2 separate regions of the Sus scrofa genome follow, and region 2 is linked to region 1. The links are chromatin contacts, called in public HiChIP or PLAC-seq maps. All regions are on one chromosome and are shown on one strand. The core of a region is the stretch at or near the end of the contact, and the rest is flanking DNA. Distances in the headings are between cores, read along the strand shown.

Region 1 (6,851 bases), core at 1,228-3,727:
TGTGGATTCTCTATAGTCTGTCTGTCTGACTGTCTGTCTATCTATCTGTCTGTCTATCTTTATGTCTCTTAGAGATCAACCTTTCACAAACATATATAGAAATAAAAGTAGTTATTGCTACCATAAGTTTTGTGCTAAACATTTAACAAACACCTCATTTAATTGTTAACACTGCATTTTAACCATCAGGAAAACAGGGTAAGAAAATTCGAGCAACATTCTGATAGTAAGATAGTAAGTGTCAGAAGCCACCGGCCTACACCAGAGCCACAGCAATGCCAGATCTGAGGCACATCTGTGACCTACACCACAGCTCATGGCAACGTCGGATCTTAACCCACTGAGCGAGGCCAGGGATCTAACCCGAAAGCTCATGCTTCCTAGTCGGATTCACTAAACACTGTGCCACGACGGGACCAAACCCAAGAATCTTTGTCTCCATGTCTCTGCTTATAAGCAAGCTCCGGATAGTTAAACTACATTAATGCATTATTATATCTACAAATTTTCATTATTCTATAATTTATGTGACCGTATGGATTGTTTACAAATTTTATGAAATATTTTTGTTATGACTTTTTCCTAAATACCTAGTAATATATTTTAGGTACCTTGGAATATGACTATTCTTGGCTCGTGGTCATTATGTTCACAAAGGAGAGTTATGTCCACAGCTATTTTCCATTCTTGAACAATCCACGTGGTCATCATCCATTCTATGTGGTAAGGCCTAAATAATTTCATTTCTTTATCTGAGACACTGCTTATTTTTAGTTTTGAAAAATAATTTCTTGATACACTATTTTATGCAATTAAAATTATTCAGTAAGTTATAATATATTTATAAATCTGTAGTTTTAAAGAAATTATGTTACTGAGTTTTCTTTTTTTAAAAAACAATCACTTCTCACAATTAATTTTTGTTGAAGATATATTGAAAGAAAACCTTGCTCATGGCTAATATTTCAAACAGTACAGAGACCATAAAGTGAAATGAGTGAGTCTTTTTCCCTTATAATCTTCAACCTCTGTGGTTAGAGATAACCACCACTAACAGTTCCTTTTGTACCTTTCCAGGAATTTTCTATGCACATATCTGTGCATACTTCCTTTTCTTCACTTAGCCAGTTAGTTTGGCTGTCTTTCCCTATCAGCATATAAAGTGATACTTTATCCTTTTTAATATGATAAAACATTCTATTATATATTTGTCCATTTCCCTGCTAATAGATATTTAGATAGTTTTTAGAGTTTTCAAAATAAGCAATCCTCTTATGAACATATATCTATATTTATCTTCGCATACCTATCCCTTACTGACGGGGTAAATTTGTAGCTAGAGCATTTCTGGGTCAAAGCACACGTATGTTTAAATTTTTTATAGGTTTTTCCCAACTGCCATTCCCAAAGTGGGTTTTACAGCAATATAAGAAAATATGAGAGTCTAAACAGGCTGCTCACACTTTAAAACACAGAACTCCAAAAGGCCATGGTATTAATGTCTGCTTTGTGTGCGTAAAATGGCAATTTGCCAAAGATGAACATTTTATTCTACATACATATTTTACCCCTGGACCAGACTTATCATTGCCCACTTACATTTTCAAGTCAATAACACATTACTTGTCTGTATTTTTCCATAGCTTAATTAAAAAGAAACTTATTAATATTTAAAATGACAGATTTGACTAATTGTTCATTTTAGGTCTTGGTTTAGGCTATTTCTTCTATCTGGAAAATCCACCTCACTCCAACCCTGCATGTCTATATCCTGTTTACCCTTCATGGTTTATTTCAAGTAATACCTTCTCCATCTAAATCATGTTTCTTTCCTAAGAACTCCTAGCACCTCTGTTTAACCCTTTAGAGGTTATAAGTCCATGATAAATGGTAGCTAACATTAGTTTAGACACTAGATTTTTTCCCATTCTATAAATGTTCTTATTCTCTACTGTCTGCCTTCCTTTGCCTGGTCCAGTAGATTGATTTAGCTGAAACTACATATTTAGTATTGTGATGCTACTTTTCTTTTCTTTTTCTTTTTTTCTTTTTTGGCTGTGCCAATGGCATACAGAAGTTCCCAGGCCAGGTTTTGAACCCGAGCCACGGCGGTGACAATGCTGAATCCTTAACTGCTAGGCTGGCAGGGAACTCCATCACGTTTTCACTTTTAATGGTTAAATACTGGTTATTTAAATTATTTAAATGGTTAAAATAACATTTTTATTCTATAGTTTCAGATTTTCAAACACAGCAGAAAATGATTTAAAATGTTTCTTTGGAACACATAAACATGTGCAACATTAAAAATTGAGAGTTAAATCTGAAACATGCCAGTGAGAGTAACATGGATGCTATCATATTAAAGGCCTTTGGAGGCAAGGGAGCATAGTTTACAAGCCATCGGACCTATTTATAGAGCTGACTTCTTTTTGCAATGTCAACTGTAACCTTATACTTATTTTAAGCCTCAGTGTCTCAAATATCAGTCTCTACTAGTTGTACAGTTCTCTCTTATTTGATATCAGAGAGCCCAATGGAGCCTTCTGAAGAACCTAGTCATATCAGCAAAGATAACTTTTTAGAAGTTCCTAATTTATCTGATTCTCTTTCTGAAGATGAAGAGATTAAAGCTAACTTCAGACCTGGTTTCTCCCCTCAACCTAGCAGACGAGGCTCTGATTCGTCTGAAGACATTTACCTGGATACTCCACCACCTTCAGGTGCGAGAAGAGTTTCATTTGCCGACACCTTTGGATTCAATCTTGTGTCTGTTAAAGAATTTGATTCCTGGGAATTACCAAGTAGTTCAACTGATTTTGATTTAACAAAGGACATTTTCCACACAGAAGAATATGTTTTAACTCCACTGTTTGACTTGCCTTCTTCAAAAGAAGATCTTATGCAACAACTTCAAGTACAGAAGGCAATATTGGAGTCAGCTGAGTATCCTCCTGGATCTACAAGTATGAAGGGTATTATTCGAGTTTTGAATATTTCTTTTGAGAAGTTAGTATATGTGAGAATGTCTTTAGATGACTGGCAGACATATTATGACATATTAGCAGAATATGTCCCGAATTCATGTGATGGTGACACTGACCAGTTCTCCTTTAAGATTTCACTGGTTCCTCCTTATCAAAAAGACGGCAGTAAAGTTGAGTTTTGTATACGTTATGAAACTTCGGTTGGTACATTTTGGTCAAATAATAATGGCACAAATTATATATTGGTTTGTCAAAAGAAAGAACAAGAGATGGAGCCTGTAAAACCACAGGAAGATGTTCCTAATAGACATATAAAAGGCTGCTTAAAGGTAAAATCAAGGTGAGAATATATCTTACATTCCTTAATTTTTTATCTTAATTTTTTAATGCCACTATTTCACTGGTTGTAAGAAGTAGCCATTCTGTTTAAAATATACATGTTATGTATAAAACAATAGTGCTAGGCTTTAACAAGTTCAGTGCTATTCAGATAATAGTACTGTATTATCTCTTCTCCAAATGTAAGAAAAATATGGGTATAAGGTAACAGATGGCGGGGGGAGGGATACAATTATATGTTGCCTACATAATGAGCTATAAATTGCTTAAATCCAAACCATGAAATCTAGATTTGTAACATGTAAAACTGTTTGTCATTTAAAGTACATTTATTTTTAGTGTTTTTAAAATATTTTTGCTGTACTTCAGAATATCTCTAATTAACATAAAACTGTTTCAATATGTACCTAGTACTCAGAAATTCATAGACTTCCCCCGAAAGTTGTAACGAACCTTTTAATGACTGAGTCACACAGAGAGGTGTTCGGAGTGATACATGTTAAGTTAAATCATAAGAGCTATGACTTTAATAAGCTAAGAGAAAAAAGTATAAGAGCGGTAATACATGAATTACACATAAAAATTTATAATTGTAACCAAATATAACATTATGGAAAACAGAAGTAGCATGATTTAGTAAAAGTAAATGGAGCAGAATTTTTTTAAAATGACCCAAATAGAAATAAGGATATTAGCTTCATAGATTAGAGATTTGGGATATGACCTCTCATTAGTAACCTTGCTCTCCTGTTAATACGAAAAACAAAGAAAACTGGGTATTCAGTTATCTCTATTATAGTGTTGACCAATTTCCATGACAGTAGGTTAGTGGATAAAACATCCAGGAGGAGATGGGGCTCTCCTGCTCCTCAGAGTGTCCCAAAGGAAAAATTCCCATTGCTCCACCAGGTGCAGGCAAATACTTGATTTATCTTCTGAGTGGTCCATTCCAACTGTCACTAGATGCAAAGATTCCAGTAACTGCACCACAAATAGTGAAATATGATGAAAAGGGAACTGTATTAGGAGTCAAGACTCAGAGATTCTAAGTGGAATTAAATAAAACATAAAGAATTAGACTGGGAAATGTTTAACCTCCTAGGCTTATTATGTTGATCTATTATAAGGCGATACATAAGAACCACTAAATGTGTTATTCTAATGCATTAATGAACTAAATATAATGTAGGAGAAGCAATTCAATCACATAAACTAGTTCTGCTGTCATTATCCTTTAAAATAATTTGAAAGATTGGTTTATCTGATTTTGTGAGTTATTCTAACTAAGTCCGAACAAAACTTTCTCAGGTTTTAACTGCTGCTACTAAGATAATATAATCATATTCTCTATGTGCTAAAGTAATAGTTTACATGTTTATGAAGTTACTTAGCAACATGTTATTATGTAGACAAAATAAGTTCAGTACTATGTCATAAACTGATTTATATACATAAACATACTAAATGTTTATTAAATGCTTTACATATTAAATGCCTACAAATAGGTTAATTACCATTGAATATCTAATAAATATGCTGCAACTTGCCCTACATATTAGAGAAAAGCAAAACCTAGAAAAGGCACAGCCTTACTGCCAAAGACCTCGTAAAAGAAGCAGTGTTTAACTCTTGATTTTTCTGCAAGTTAGAAATGCAGCTTTAAAATTATAAGCATTACATGTTGAACTATGGTAAAGATAGAGGATTCTTTTGATAGACTAAATGATGTGATACCAAGGACAAAAATGGATGACAGCTAGGCCTAATCTAGCTCAGTCATGATACTATTGAAACTTCTCCTAGCCTAAGATATGTATAATTGGATATATGTATCTGTACACACACACATTTGTATTCAGAACCGTAATCACTGGATTCATAGCGGACACCATTCAAGTTTTAATATTGCGTTGGGGAAAAACTTGAGAAGAACTAAACCACAAAATGGTCCAAAGGCCTGTAAAGTTTCCTAATGAGTTATAAAAATGGAAAAAATCTCTCTCCTTCAAAACCACAAATATATTTTCTGCACTTCTATAACTTAAAAATGACCAACATAATTCAAACCACATTTTGAAAAAAAAAGCATTTGCCTCTGGAGGAGGCCTTTTGTGCTGAGTCTCAGTCCAACATGAATTTTTACATCTGATTTATATACCACTCAAAATGGAGTGTATAAAGGAAATCCTGACAGATCCTTAGAACAGCATGTGCTATAATAGAATATTTATATAGCTTTTCCGTGATATAATTTATATGCAATGGGGTTTCAAATATTCCTAAAACTCACACAAGAGAGCATTATCAAATTTCTAAATGAATATTGCAGTTGGATTTCATTGTGAAGAAGTTGGTTAGGGAAAAATAGCTAACCTTATGAGTGTTCTTTTATGAAATGTGTACTTGGTTAAAGCAAAAATGAACTAATACTTATTTGATCAAAAAATGCATAGCTTCTAAAATATCTCCCTCGCTTCAAAGGTTACGGAAACTAACTTGGTCTGTTTTGAGCATTTCCACACTTTAACTTAATTTGGAGGTCACATCTTTGAGGTGATAAATGCACAAGAGAAATGTATGTGAATTTTTACGTCATACATGCAAGCAGATTAATAGCAGTGTGTAATATATCAGAGTTAAACTGAATATAAGTCCTGATATAGAGAGTAACAATTAACTTGAATTCCTCTTAATATCAAAGTTAATTTGCTATCAGAGTCCTAGAGATTTTATTTTCTAAAAGTGTCAATAATCCCTTTTAATAAGTACAGAAAGAACTGTGGGAACATATTTAGCGATGTAGGATTTCTGTTACATCAATCACCCTATGCATTATCTTTTCTCTATGGAAATTTTGTTTTAGGTCAGAGTTTTCAAATCTCTGCATTGATGTGGTTGTCTGTTTTCTTTTATTCATATTAATCTATCTACCTTAGACAGAAAGAAATATTTACAGGGAGAGGAAAACTGAGCTTGTAACTCATAGGCATGTGACTGAGAGTGATCCAAAGGTATTGAATTGCACTGAAAGGCATGCATCATGAGATACTTGATAAGTGTCACTACCTATGTGACACTAGGATATGTGTTAGCAAACAAACTAAGCAGATCTGTTCTACATCCCATGGACATTATTTCAAAATATGTGACCAAAAGAATTAAAGGACATTGATATAAAAAAACATTAAATGTACATAGATAAATAAGTTAAAAAGAGCATGCAGAAACAGTATAAATTCAAAGTTAAAATTTGGGGCTTCAGGGTTAAACATATTTGGGTTTGAGTCCAAGCAGCTAGCTGTGTGACCTTCTGCAAGTTAAACTTATTACTATATTACTATTCACAATTAACAAAAGGGGTGCCATCTCAAAGAGATTTCCATAAAATAATACATGTAAAGTTTTGGCATTGTATCTTGTACATAGTAGGTTATCAGTTAACTGTTAACGCCTATAAAAGACAAAGCTAACTCTAGATTTAGGTGGATCTGAAAAACCATAGAAAGGTTCAGACTGCCCCAGAGT
Region 2 (6,851 bases), core at 1,636-4,135, 1.2 Mb after region 1:
CAGCAGGGTATCCTGGGCGTGTGTTGGCACTCCCCTGTCCTTCAGTGTGAGCCCTGATGCCAAGAAGCCTTGCCTTGTTGCAGGAGCAAAGTCAAACACCAGCTACGAAGGGCACGGCCGTGATGAGAAACATCTCCAAGGGACTTACCTATTAGGAATATCACGAAGGAAACCAGCGCCAGGCTGACAATCAGCACAATTATCAGCCCCACCAAAAACAGCCCGTGGCTTCCATTTCCTGAGTTACTGCTGTCGGCTGGGATTTTCTCCTCCAGAGCTAAGGCAAAAACAAACAGCAACAAAGACAAAAACTCCTCAGCAGACAGCTTCACAGGGAACTGAACAGTCCCCAGCATTAGAGGCATGCGTGAGAGATATGTCCATTTTGCCCTCTGATCACTCTAGAAAGAGACTTGTTTTAGGAATGTCTTTGGGCCGGGTGGTCTTTGAGAATTTTTCATGCTCTTCTCTATTAGTATTCAAAGAACAAGCCGAGTCCAGTTGTCTCCTTAACCCCTACTGGGAAAATTCTTTGCAGATCATGTTAACAACTGACGTAGCAGGACATGGATTGTTCTTTTGGAAGGTGGGTGAGGGGGATAAAGAAAGGTCAAGGTGATGGAGGCGCTATTGCCCTTTTCCCAAAATGATCCAGGAGTTACACAAAGCTGGCTGTGGGCCACTTACTCCAGGTGACATGCTGAAGGCGCTGAGATATCTCCCAGAAAACTTTGTTTCCTATTAAAAAAAATAACCTATTATGGGGAGTTGCTGTTGTGGCTTGGCAGGTTAAGAACCCGACAGAGTGTCCATGAGGATGTGGGTTCGATCCCTGGCCTTGCTCAGTGGGTCATGGATCCAGCACTGCCGTGACCGTGGCTGTGATGTAGGCCAGCAACTGCGGCTCCAATGTGACTCCTCGCGTGGGAACTTCCATATGCGGCAGATGCAGCAGCCAAGGAAAGAAAAGAAATAAAATAACCTGTAATGCCTACATTCATTTAAATAACAATAACAAAATACCCTGATATACTTTGGTTTCTTAAAACTGTTTTCAGGATGGACACGCTCGGAAAGCAAGGTTTTCTTAAATGTTGTGCAGCTGAACTGAGAAGGCAACCAAGCGTATAAACCAGTTCGGTTCACCCAAACCATGAATTGTCTGCACTTGGTCACCATTTTGTAAGACCTATTTGCCTAATAATACCCAAATTAAATTGAAAAAGAGATACAGAAACTGGATTACCTTCCATATTCTCTCCTACTTTATATCAGCCCACAGCCTCTGCTACTTGATTATGGACAGATGGGTGGTGTAGGTCCCACACTTTTCAGGGGCATCTTATGTCACAGCCTCCACAGCCTTTGCTTCCTAATCAAAGCCTTGGCACAGGCCAGCACCCAAACCCCTATGCTTATTGAGACCGACTGCAGTGAAAACAAGCGAAAGTCTGAACAAATCAAAATGAAGAGAAAAACAAGAATTCAAAAAAGATTTAGGGAGTTCCCATCGTGGCTCAGTGGTTAACGAATCCAACTAGGAACCATGAGGTTGCAGGTTTGATCCCCAGCCTCGCTTAGTGGGTTAAAGATCCAGTGTAGGTCCCAGACGCGGCTCGGATCCCGAGTTGCTGTGGCTGTGGCATAGGCCGGCAGCTATAATTCTGATTGGACCCCAAGCCTGGGAACCTCCATATACCTCTGGTGCAGCCCTAGAAAAGACAAAAAGACCAAAAAAAAAAATTATTTAGAAGGGGAATAATAGATATAAATTGAGAGAGTAAGAGTTTAAGAGTGTACGCGAAACAAACCAAGGGGGCATTTATCACCTGTGCTGGAAAGTCAGCACTGAAGCTAGAAAAGATGGGGTTCTAATAATCTTAGAACTCATTTGTAATACTTAAGGGACAAGACATACATTTATAGTTTGTTGGGTTTTGGGGGGGCGGGAGCACGCCCACAGCATGCAAGCATTCCAGAGATCAAACTTGAGCCACAGCAGTGACAATGCTAAATCTTTAAACACTAAGCCACAAGGGAACTCCCACATTAAGTTATTTGGTACTTAACAGATTTTCATTTTAGTCTCCCCCTCTTTTTTCTAATACTTTAATTGGGGCAATCTTCGAATTAAAAAAAAAAAAAAAAGTTGACTCTTTTGCCCAAAAAACTAATGATTTTTTCAAAAACTAGGTAAACGCGTGGAACATTTTCTCAGCAATCCGCTCCGAGTAAGACCTCTCTAGGAAAGCGGGCACCACAGGTGACCTGCCTGTGGTCACTAGAAGGCACGAAAGCAGCCAGGAGGATGAGTGAGCCTCTGGGGGCCCATCTCGGGAGCCTCCACCCCTTTCCAGGGGGAGAAAGGCCACAGGGACTTTTCGGGACTTTTGCAGACAAGAGTTCAAATCTTGCCAAGAGCCAAGAAAGCCCATAAGCCTGGCAAGCATTCAGAAAACAAAAGCACAAATTGCCTAATACGAAACAGCATTTCTAACGCGGAGCCGTCCTAATGCCCACCCAGCCCCCACCACGCCCACAGGTCTGGCTGGACGGTGGCTATTTTTAGGTGGCCTAGAAGCCAGGACGGGCCGCCAAGCCTGGGAGGGCTCACGTACGGAACAGATGCTGCGATCCGGCAGGACAGAGGTTTAGTCTGTTTAGGTCATTTATGGAATCCACAACGTAAAGCTTTCTTTCTTCAGGAAGGCCGCGAGAGCCGGTGTCCTGGGAAGAACGATTCATTGTCCCCGGAAGAAAACGCGGACCTTAAACGCAGGACGCTGGGCTGGGGAGCTGGACTTGGCCAGGATCACAGCCCACAGGAAGCTGGGCAGGCACTTGAAGAACCACCCACACGAATTACTTCCCAATGAAGGGCCAGAAAAGCTTTGCTTGTCCAAAAGAAAATACTCCCTTGTGGGGGCAACTCTTGTTTTTGCTTTGCTTGCCAGGAAGCTCAGCGTCTGCCGTGGGCCCCATTTTAATGCTTTAATACTCTGCTTACATGCATATGTGCTTTCCTCTTCAGATTTCTCACTTCTGCCTATATTTCCCTTGGGTCTCTTTTTTAATTTTGTAATTGACTTTTCAATATTTCTCTTTTATCACATTGTTCATACGCTAGTGAGATGCCTCAAATCTTGTGTGCAAGACGACTATGCATAAACACCCAGAAAGACAAAATTAAGTGAGGCAGCCTGTGGCCATAAAGATGCTGAGGGGAGAAAATATTACTGAGAACCGTTCTAACTGATGAGGCTTTAATACAAAACTGTACTTTTGTGCAGTATAAAGGTCTAGAAGCCAGTGACTTATGTTAAGGTGGAACACATAAAATATTTTATTTAGGGTTTAAATCTTCCTATTTCCAAAAGAATTGGAGGCAGTTAATAGTACACTGACAAATAAAATTGAGGTAAAGAGCCTCATGTGATATCTAGATCTTAGTAAAAGCAATGTAATAAACTTCATACCTGCCTTTAATGTGACAACACACTATTTATTTACTTCCTTTAACATTTTTAAAATTTCCTTTAATACACAGCTACAGAATAAACAGAAATATGACCAGAGTTAGGAGAAACCAAATACAGAAATAAAAAAATAAGAACACCTATAGAAGATCTGAAAAAAAAAAAATCAGCCATTTACTAAACAGACTAAACTGCACTCTAAAATATTAAAACTCAGGAGTTCCCATTGTGGCTAAGCAGTTAACGAATCTGACTAGCATCCATGAGGACGCAGGTTCGATTCCGGGTCTTGTTCAGTGGGTTAAGGATCCAGTGTTGCAGTGAGCTGTGGTATAGGTCGAAATCAGGACTGGGATCCCGAGTTGCTGTGGCTGTGGTGTAGACTGACAGCTACAGTTCCCATTCAGCCCCTAGCCTGGGAACTTCCATATGCCATGGGTGCAGCCCTAAAAAGACAATAAATAAACAAACAAACAAATAAAATCTTGAAACTCAGCAATTTCCCAGTAAAACCTAAAACCTACTAGCATGTGTAAAAAATATGCTTCCAGAACCCTAAGAAAATGTGAGTTCAAAAAGTAATGAACTAGTTAATTTTTTTCAAAGTTAAAAAAAAAATTTTAAAGGGTGTTTCAGTTCTTCAGAAATTTTAATTAACAAGAACACATCACCCCCTGAGTATTTTTGATGAGATACTACTGAAGCACTTCAGACATTGATATTACCTAATTCCAAATATACTTCAGGGAGCATTCCTAAGGGACTGACTTTAAGTGATTAAAATAAAAAGAAGAGCAGAGGGGCCTTAGAAACCCATCAAATTCTCTTACAGATAAAACCCAAAGTGTTGACTGATGTATGGTCACAGATTTCTAAACTATCCTTCGAGAAATGTTTTCTATTTTGTCTTCTCTTTACACTTTATCATCGCAAACACTAACATTTGATGAGGCATAACGGTTGTGTCACATCAGAGGATCATCGTTCCAAACACGGCTTCTATTTTAGGCTTGGTGGCTGACACATGGTTCATTTTGGCATCTCTCACTTGACATCCTTGAGCCTTGCCTTCCCCTGCAGGAATGCAATTACTCTTGCTTAAATTTCATACGGAGGCTTAACCATGGTTTACAAAGTGGACGGCTAGCTAGAAAATTACAGCCACAAAAAAACTAATAAAATCTCCAGGTTACCACTGGCCTTGCCGCAAACTCAAAAGGCGATTCAATGCAGCATCGAATTCAAGAGCGCTAAGATAACAACTTAGAGTGAGCTCCAAAAGGAAATTTCTTCATTTGGGTAAAGTCACAACATAAATAGATGCTATTTCAAAATGCATTTGAAATTAAGTGCAGCAGGCAAATGGAAAAGAGCCAGCAGAGAAAAATGAGCTGAGTGTGGTTCATGGCCACTAAGATCCTGCAAATGACCCTGTGAGCAAATGGATTCAAGATCACATGGCCCTGGAACCCTGGACCCACAGCTGTTTGATGCCCAGTTGTTGCTATCTTTGGCATCTCCATATGAGGGCATCTGGGAACAACCAGCCGTGTTGGAGAAGCCGGTGTTACTGAATTCTGCTCGCACTAACTTGACTCTCCTTCTCCACTGCTGTGTACAGATTTGCTCATTAAGATGGACCAAGGCAGCATCCTTTTCCGGGAACCCTTTCTAATACCTTGAGCTGAAAAACGTAAGTAATTGCATTTTCTTCTGTTAGATCAGTGCTAACAGCTGATTCCTTTTGTCATTTATGAATTTTTGACTGCCAACAAATGAATATTCTGACCAGTATAGTTATCTATGAAAATTCACTTTGCTCTCTTTTTTTTTCCCCCCTTAGGTGCTTGGTATCAAACTACAGAAATAACTTACACCAGTCTTGCTTGCCACAGAATCAGAATCGTTATAATAGGGCTTAATTCAAAGCTAATAGGAAGCTTTATTGAGTGAGTCATGGTAATTTGTTCTTTAATTCCATTTCAGTCAGTGCCTCTTCACATTCAGGAAGTAATTTTTAAAATCAAGTCTAAATCATTTCTATCTAAAGTTAAAAGCACAGAGCATATGTGACAGAAAAACACCCCAGCCTCAAGAATCATAATTCCGTCTCAGTAGGGCAATAACATGCAAATTACTTACAAAAATGTGAGCTTTAACTGCTAGGTTACCAGGAAAAAATTATTCAGAAACAGCTATAATAAAACTTTTTACAAATTCTATAGTTCTTTGCCTTCCTTCAGCACACAGGTGCTCCTATAAGGCCCATAAACCCCAGCATGAAACTGTTGGTCTATATTTAGTGTTAACTTAGCCAAGTAGTATAAGATTCCAAATAGTAACTTTTCCATAATGCCTAAGGTTTTTAGTAAATATGTTACTGAAACTATGCTTTAAAAAGAAACGGGAAAAAAAAAAAAAAAAAAAAAAAAAAAACCCACCGTGCCTTGATTCAACTGGTAACTGATGAGATTCTTACTAGATTGAGATTGATGTCCTTATTTGGCTGATGTGATTTGTAAACGGACACTTTTCCCCACTTCTGCCATGATGAGCTCACATACATAAATACCGGGTAGCAGGTGGAGCTGCCACTCTGACAACTAACCTGCCCAGGACTCCAGACCAACCAGAGAGTTATCAGGACAGAATGAGGTTGTAACACCCGAACCAGGATGAGGGCTGATCAGAGGACTCCTAGAGCTTCCTGTAGCTGCAAAAGTGGACTGTGCCTGGGAGATCGTATGGCTACAGACACGCTGCCCCCACTGCCAGTGATGGACGCACTTTATCTCTTCACCTTTCTTTAAGGCTTTATTCTCGGAGTTTTTATGCATCCTCCTTTCTTCGGAATGCCTGCCTCTTAACGTGGTTCTCACACACACATGCCAAGGAGTCTGCCCTCTGGTGGACATAAGAGAAACTACAGTCAGGAGACCAGCAGTCCCACAAGCCCACTTCGCAGATCGCAGGGCATTTACTATTCCAGCAGGACACCAAGAGTTAAGTGGCGAACTGGTCTGTAATCCTTTATAATCCTACCCTCCATGGCCATGACTAGATGTACATTTTTCACCCCTTGAAACACGTTGCATGTTGTCAATTGGAGAATGTTTGCCCCCAAAATTCCTTTTACAACTTGTATTCAATATGGACCTCATTCTACTCTGGGGGAAAAGGAATGCCTGTCATTTTTTTTTCTAAAAAACTTCAGCTATACCAGAGAACCACTTCATGAAGAAGCATGATATAACTAGTAACTGTTCTCTCAGAAGCACATGATACATTAAAATCTATGTCAAATTCCTTGAAAACTGAAAATGCTTGTTAGTTATTATCATGCTCAGCTTTTATTTCCCAACTACCCGATCTGTT

Evidence for each region. HiChIP or PLAC-seq counts read pairs in DNA pulled down with a chosen protein or histone mark.
Region 2: a contact with region 1 is called in an H3K27ac HiChIP or PLAC-seq map of skeletal muscle. The contact joins the promoter of LSMEM1 here to the promoter of PPP1R3A in region 1. A contact is called at or near these places in 2 of 47 Hi-C or Micro-C datasets (both in skeletal muscle) and 1 of 2 datasets of contacts at active chromatin or transcription factors (skeletal muscle).

Annotation. Positions count from the first base shown.
Region 1 is chr18:31,995,190-32,002,040 of Sscrofa11.1, forward strand. PPP1R3A (protein phosphatase 1 regulatory subunit 3A) reads left to right here and starts at 2,478. Exons shown (of 4, transcript XM_003360157.4): 1 at 2,478-3,327. The coding sequence starts at 2,537.
Region 2 is chr18:33,188,025-33,194,875 of Sscrofa11.1, forward strand. LSMEM1 (leucine-rich single-pass membrane protein 1) reads right to left here and starts at 2,886. Exons shown (of 3, transcript XM_003134769.5): 1 at 2,619-2,886; 2 at 149-277. The coding sequence starts at 2,745. It overlaps LOC106506809 (a long non-coding RNA gene), which reads left to right and starts at 3,890. Exons shown (of 3, transcript XR_002340212.1): 1 at 3,890-5,169; 2 at 5,320-6,494.